Linked DNA regions of Mus musculus: region 2 is linked to region 1. Evidence: chromatin contacts called from public HiChIP or PLAC-seq data. All regions are on one chromosome and are shown on one strand. Each heading gives the region's core, a stretch centred on a gene start, on an enhancer-like site or on the middle of the called end of the contact. The rest is flanking DNA. Distances are from core to core; before and after follow the strand shown.

Region 1 (3,302 bases), core at 694-3,193:
CGGATGTTGTGTAGGAGCTTGGAAGATAATGTTGAGAACACTGCAGAAGATGGAGGTCTGGTTTGTGAAATTTCAGAGGGAAAATTAAAGACTCTTTTCAGGGCCATTCCTGTTTTGATTGTGAAGATTCTGTAGTTCTGGTTAGCTGGGGCTGAAGAATCAGCTGTGATTAACAAGATACCAGAACTACTAAAGCAAAAACTTTGCATTACTGGGACTATTGATGCTGGTTAGCTGGAGCTAAGAAATTAGCGGTGATTAAGAAGAGACCAGCATCATTGAGGTGACATCTTCTGGGAAGTGTTTTCTGAGAGCACAGTGGCTGTGTTCCAGATATAGCCAAAGTTGTACATTGTGCTGTGGCTGGACTTGGTAATGTGTAAGGGTCACCCAGGTGGTACTGGTTTTGAAGGCATGAAGGAGTTGAGCAGAGCAGCTGAGGCTTGGCACTGTGAGAGGCCATGGAAGGCCATTGGTGAAAGTGCAGCCTCAGTTGCAATTGATGGCCCAGGACTGAAGGGGTCATGTAGTGTTTTGGAGATGCCAGTACCATGAGATGACCACCAAGAGCAGCAGCAGTAGTGGAGTACAGGCATCTGGAGCCTAGAGGATGATGCGTGTGCTACAAAGGGCATGGCTGGAGAAGTGACCCAAGCCCTTGGAGGAACCCAGAAGATCGTGAGTTGGATCCCAGACATTGGATGGTTGGAGATTGACTTTTGCTTTTGATTGTGACTGTGCCCTGATATTTTCCCTCTTGAAGGAAGAAACTGTTTTAGTGGAGCCCACAGTTAAGAGACTTTTAATTGTAAAAAAGACTTTAGATTTTAAAAGAGATGGATATTTTAAAGAGATTGAAAATTTAAGAATATGTAAAGACTGTGGGACTTTTAAAGTTATTTAGAATGGGAATGAATAAGATTGTAAGGGTTGAGGCTTACTAGTGATGTTTTTGTGTGTCAAGTTGACAAGGGGTCAATTGTACTGGTTAGTTTTGTGTCAACTTGACACAGCTGGGGTTATCACAGAGAAAGGAGCTTCAGTTGAGGAAATGCCTCCATGAGATCCAACTCTAAGGCATTTTCTCAATTAGTGATCAAGGGTGAAAGGCCCCTTGTGGGTGGGACCATCTCTGGGCTGGTAGTCTTGGGTTTTAAAAGAGAGCAGGCTGAGCAAGCCAGGAGAGGCAAGCCAATAAAGAACATCCCTCCATGGCCTCTGCATCGGCTTCTGCTTTCTGACCTGCTTGAGTTCCAGTCCTGACTTCCTTGGTGATAAACAGCAGAATGGAATTGTAAGCTGAATAAACCCTTTCCTCCCCAACTTGCTTCTTGGTCATGATGTTTGTGCAGGAATAGAAACCCTGACTAAGACAAAGGTACAACATGATCTACAAATCCCGATATGATATATATACATATATCCAACATGCTCTTTAGTAACTTTTTACTCTTGTCTGTGTAACCTGTCTGTGCATAGGCAGGATTGGAGAGTTTCTGACATTGACCTTTAAAAAAAAAATCCCTCAAGTGGAATTGAGAGGACCTGGGTTCTCTGCGCCATGTGAAAGCGAGGAGTGGAGGCCCCATCTGTAAACCTCCCTTTCAAATTGCCCACCACTGAAGGACAGGGCTGGGAGGATCTCAGATGTCTGCTGGCCAGTCAGTCCAGCTGACGGAGCGAGCTCTTGGTTCAGTGAGCAACCCTGTCTCAAACAATGCGTGAAAAGTGACAGAGGAGACACCCAGTGCTGACACCTGGCCTCCACTCCATACAGTCAAAAAAGTGTGTACAGTCACACTCATCTACCACACACACAGACAAATGTACTTTAAATACCATAAATCAGTTAAATGGCATTCTGATTTTTATATCCAGCTCATGATCGCTGTCAGGACACTGAGCTTCGGCGACTCCAAGTGTGACTCATTACGAGGTAAATCTACAACAGGATATGATTATTCCCATCCTGTGAGAGAGATCCTCTCAGGGACAGCTCGTCCTCTCCCTCCCAAGATGAGACACGTGGCCACCATCATCTGTTACCTCTTCCTTCTTCCAATCTGAGTGTAAGAATGAACATCAGAGGAACAAGATTTTCGGCTAGGCTATCCTGGCCCTTAATCCCTAGCAGGTCACATCTGCTGGCCTCAGTTTTCTCATGTGTGCACAAGTAAGACGAGTCACCTTCCCCTCCTTATCTACTCTTCTCATGGACAGGCCCCTCCGCATTCCACAGGCAATTCGTACTCTGTGACTGGCTTTTCTAGCCACTTTCTGTCTCTCCCTACCACTTCCTCTATACCTACCTCAGTACAGTCCAAGGTCAGTACCCACTTAGGACTTTAGATTCCTACCCTACTCTATACAGCACGGTGGAATCCAATCGTGTATATCTCTGCACATACAAGGCATTAGAGGCTAGTGCACACCTGAAGGCCCACACAGAAGAGTATGTGTTCAGTTCAGACTGCACCTGCACACTGATTTTCCTCTCCAAGTTCTGTCTGTTGATTTTACTCGCTTGACACTAAAATTTCAAACTCTAAGCCTAAATTCATTCTAGCAACTGAGTCTGGATGTCCTAAAGAGGGACTAACTCACGGAACTCTAACAGAGTTTCTACCAGCCCAGTAAAACATGTCTCTTCAGCCTTTTCTCAGCCTTGCACACATGGGACTCTAAGAGGGAAATGGTATATGTTGCATTTCCTGAGCTTAATTTTAACTTTCTTCCCCTCCCTCCCTCCCCACCCCCCCTCCATTAATACCTACTAATACACCCTGGAGCCAGTGTTTCATAGGTTATTTCAGAAACGCTCCTCCAGTCAATGTTTCTACTATCACTTACTGGTAAAAGCAACTCTGATCTGCTCTATCTACCCAATATTCCTAAGTCAGTCCCTCTATAACAGTGGCTCTCATCTTGTGGGTCACAACCCTTTGGTGGGAAGGGCAATCACATCAGATATTTACATTATGATTCATAACAATATCAAAATTACAGTTGAAGTAGCAATGAAATAATTTTATGACTGGTGTTCACAACATGAGGAACTGTATTAAAAGGTCTCAGCATTAGGAAGGTTGAGGACCACTGCCCTCTAACTCTCCACCTTACTTTTGAAGCATAGTATCTTGCAGAGCCCAGGACTCTTCACCTGGCTGGAGGCTGCCTGGCCAGCAAGCCCCAGAGATCCTCCTGACTGGCCATCAGTGCTGAGTCTACAGATGTGTGCTACCCTACTCAGCCTTTTATGTACGTAGTCAGAATCTGAACTTGCTGAGCCATCTCCTTGGCCC
Region 2 (3,289 bases), core at 742-3,241, 680 kb before region 1:
AGTTTCTTCTTGGGCAGGAACTGCAGAAAACAATGATTTCTGAATCAAAGTATTGTGGTACTTTTAACATCTTTATCCCTTTCTGCTGTTACAGTAAAATAATGTAGACTGAGTAGATTGAAAAATAACATGAGAATTGTTCACATGTCTGCAGGCAGAAATTAAGGGGCTGCAGATTGAGCATATGGTGAGAATATGCTTTCAATGTAAATGTCATTTCTTAGTGTGTCCTCTCACAGTGCCGGGGCAAACAAGCTCATTTGCATTTCTCTTACAAATGCATATGTTCTCCTCACAAAAGTGTTGACCATATAACCTGCCTGTCTCCCAAAGACCCCTCAATACCACAAGAGGTTAAGCTTTCAGTGTATGATTTAAGCCATAGCATCAGGCCCAATGACAGAGACCTTTGGCGTTCACATTCCAAGATAATAAAGTAGAAATTCACCCCTTCTTTCTGCAAAGAGAGGTAGCCCATTAACTCAGCCATAAACTCCAAGTTTCCTCATTTCATGGCCTCTCTTCTCCTATGTGTCAACTGAACCCCACATTCAAGTGACATAAAGGCCCTATCTGGCTGGTTCGTAAGAAAGCAGATATCCTATGGTTTATGTCTCATCATACATGCACATCACTTCCTCACACACATGTTTGCATGCGAACTCACATCCATTATAGCAGGCTAACTCGCTGCTTCAAAGAAAAGAAATACCTCTGAGTTACCACAAGTTAGACTTCATATTTGCTGAATATTGGACTATGAGGGAAAAGTTTGAGGGAGGGGGAGGTAATATGGATCCGTGTGCTTAGGTTTTGTCTGCAGAAACCTTAAGGTCAGAATCCACAAAGATGAATGTGAGACATCAGACACGGGTAGAGTGATGTCTCCCAGGGCTGAGGTTCTATTGAGACCCTCATCTCTGAGCAAAAAGATGTCATTCTAAACAAAAGCCATCTATCTGTGGTTCATTAAAAGAGAAAAATATGGAACATACAAATTTGAAAAAATAAAAAGTCATTTCCACTAAGCTTCTTGGGCAATAAATGCAAATCCATAGGAACCAAGTCAGGACAGGAAGTACTGAGAAGACAAGGTGACTACAGATAACCTGATGGGACGTTAGAGAAAAGCGGAATTAAAGTTAATTGAGATGTCTGAGAGTAGCTGTAATTTAAGACATGCAGTCTTGAAATCTTTCAAGTGGGAGTGGCCACAAAATAATTTGAGTTTTCAACAGGGAAAGCAGGGACTAAGGAGATAACCCCGTCATTAAAGAGATTCCCCTGGAAGCTTGGGGACCCCAGTTCAGCTCTCAGCATCCAATTAATACATAAATCTTTAAAACTTTTGAGTGTGGTGGTGTGGCATGCACCTGTAGTCCTGGGTCTGGGAAATGAAGACACTGGTAACCCTAGGGATTGCTAACTAGTCAGGCTAGCCAGAGTGATGAGAGACTCTAGCTCCAAATAATAATAATAATAATAATAATAATAATAATAATAATAATAATAATAAGTGGATAACAATGAAGTGGACACTCAATGTTGACCTCAGGCCGCCATATGCGCACTTGGGTGCGAGTGAACTTTCATATGCATGTACACACAAGCATGAACACATTAAATAATAAATAAATAAATAAGACTTTATTAGGTCAAGCTAAGGAGATACAATATTTCTAGCACTTTCTGCTTCTACTTCCCCCCACCCCCGCCATTTAGTTTGCTAAAGTAGCATAATAGTTGGAAATGGTTTTCTCTTCACGCAACTATTTTCATGAGCTTGAGTTGTTTTTCTCAATATTGCCTATAACTCGAAAAGGTTAATAAATCAAGCCATGTAGACCTATTTACTTCTTAACATCTCAAGCCATCCCAGAACTTAATTGCTGGAGGCCATGTTTGTTCTGTTATAAGGTCAAATCCTCGGGCTTCCTGATTCCCCTTCATTTTGCTGCAGGGTTACATGATGATGGGTTTGCCAAAAGAAATACAATGACTAATTCTTTCATAGACAACTAAATCTCGAGCTACATCCTAAGCTCTTGAGCTGTTACTGACATTTAAGAGAAAGAGAATCCAGGATACTGAGGAAGAAAAACTAATAACCGAGAGGGGAAAGGGTACCCCAGACAAGCATTAATATCCCACATGATAGCTTGAACTGGCCATTCCTTGTCATGCACCTGGAGACCAAGTAAACTCACCTAATTCCTCAGTGGTTTCCAGCCAGCCCAGCCCCGACTTGCCTTGAGACATGAACTGGCTCCACAGAAACCAGGAAAACAAAGCCTGAGGAAGATTTTGCAAAGCTCAACCGGACAAGCTGTGCCAAGCAAACATTAGATATTTGCAAAGGCATTCCATTCTCCTTGGGCTGGTTTCCTGTGTGCACACTTCGGGAACAATGCCTTCTGCACCTTCCCTAAGGCCCCTACTTTGTCGGATTATAAATGGGCTCCAAGTCTCACAGACTGTAGAGTTCTGTCCCGCTGAACATCAATGCCTATAGACCTATGGTAACACGCATTTCACAGGATGAGAAAGGCACATCCTGTGGCCCAAGATGCTGAGAAATTCTAGAGCCTTGGTGGTCACAATGCACCTTTGTCTTGTACAGGATCAGAAAAGCTGTTCGGGAAAAATCTTGTATGTGTAACCTCCCCAATGCTAGTCCATCCAAAGACCTCTTCACTTTTGACAGGAAGTTAACTTCAGAAATGTTACCACAAGAGATTAGCATGGCTTTCTTGAGACGCTGAAACAAATTGCCACAAACTGGATGTCTTAAGACAATAAACTTTTGGTTTTTGGTAGCTCTAGAGGCCAGGAGTTCAGAAGGTCTGATGAGAGCCAGAGTCTCTTCCAAAACCCTGGAACCCATCCCTTGCCTCTTGAACTTCTGATAGATCTGGGCGTTCCTTGGCTTGAGGCCCCATCACTCAGGTCTCCTGTCCTTTGTGTTTCTCTTTTCATACCAAAAGTCTTCTCCTTAGACCACCCACAGTAGGTTTCTCCTTTCCACCTAAGGAGAGATTTCTCTTCTTCTACGGGGCAATATTTATAGAGTTAGGAATCAGACTGTGGGATGTATGTTTTTATGATCACCATTCAGGTATGCTAACTGAAAGCAAAAGAGTACATTCATCTTGAACCCATCCTGTAACAAACCTAGGCCTTGTTCTGTGCTGATCCTAAAGAGTCAAGGCCTGGTTGGTATCCCCACACCCCCAGTACTTCAGTCTCAGTGGAAGAGAAGGACCTAAAGTGAATTTATTCAACACGAGGC

The links. HiChIP or PLAC-seq counts read pairs in DNA pulled down with a chosen protein or histone mark.
Region 2: an HNF4G HiChIP or PLAC-seq map of pancreatic cancer cells shows a contact between it and region 1. The contact joins two enhancer-like sites. A contact is called at or near these places in 5 of 115 datasets of contacts at active chromatin or transcription factors (astrocytes, embryonic fibroblasts, embryonic stem cells and 2 more).

What each region holds. Positions count from the first base shown.
Region 1 is chr10:98,950,487-98,953,788 of GRCm38.p6, reverse strand. All of the region lies in intron 1 of Atp2b1 (ATPase, Ca++ transporting, plasma membrane 1), which reads right to left. Among named protein-coding and RNA genes, the nearest start is that of Atp2b1, 37 kb to the right of the region's middle. Within about 2 kb of position 1,943, at least 44 of the 459 cell types and tissues checked have an H3K27ac peak or open chromatin away from gene starts, as enhancers often do. A contact at or near this core is called in pancreatic cancer cells, where this site is marked.
Region 2 is chr10:99,626,608-99,629,896 of GRCm38.p6, reverse strand. All of the region lies in intron 1 of Gm20110 (predicted gene, 20110), which reads right to left. Among named protein-coding and RNA genes, the nearest start is that of Gm20110, 19 kb to the right of the region's middle. Within about 2 kb of position 1,991, at least 18 of the 459 cell types and tissues checked have an H3K27ac peak or open chromatin away from gene starts, as enhancers often do. A contact at or near this core is called in pancreatic cancer cells, where this site is marked.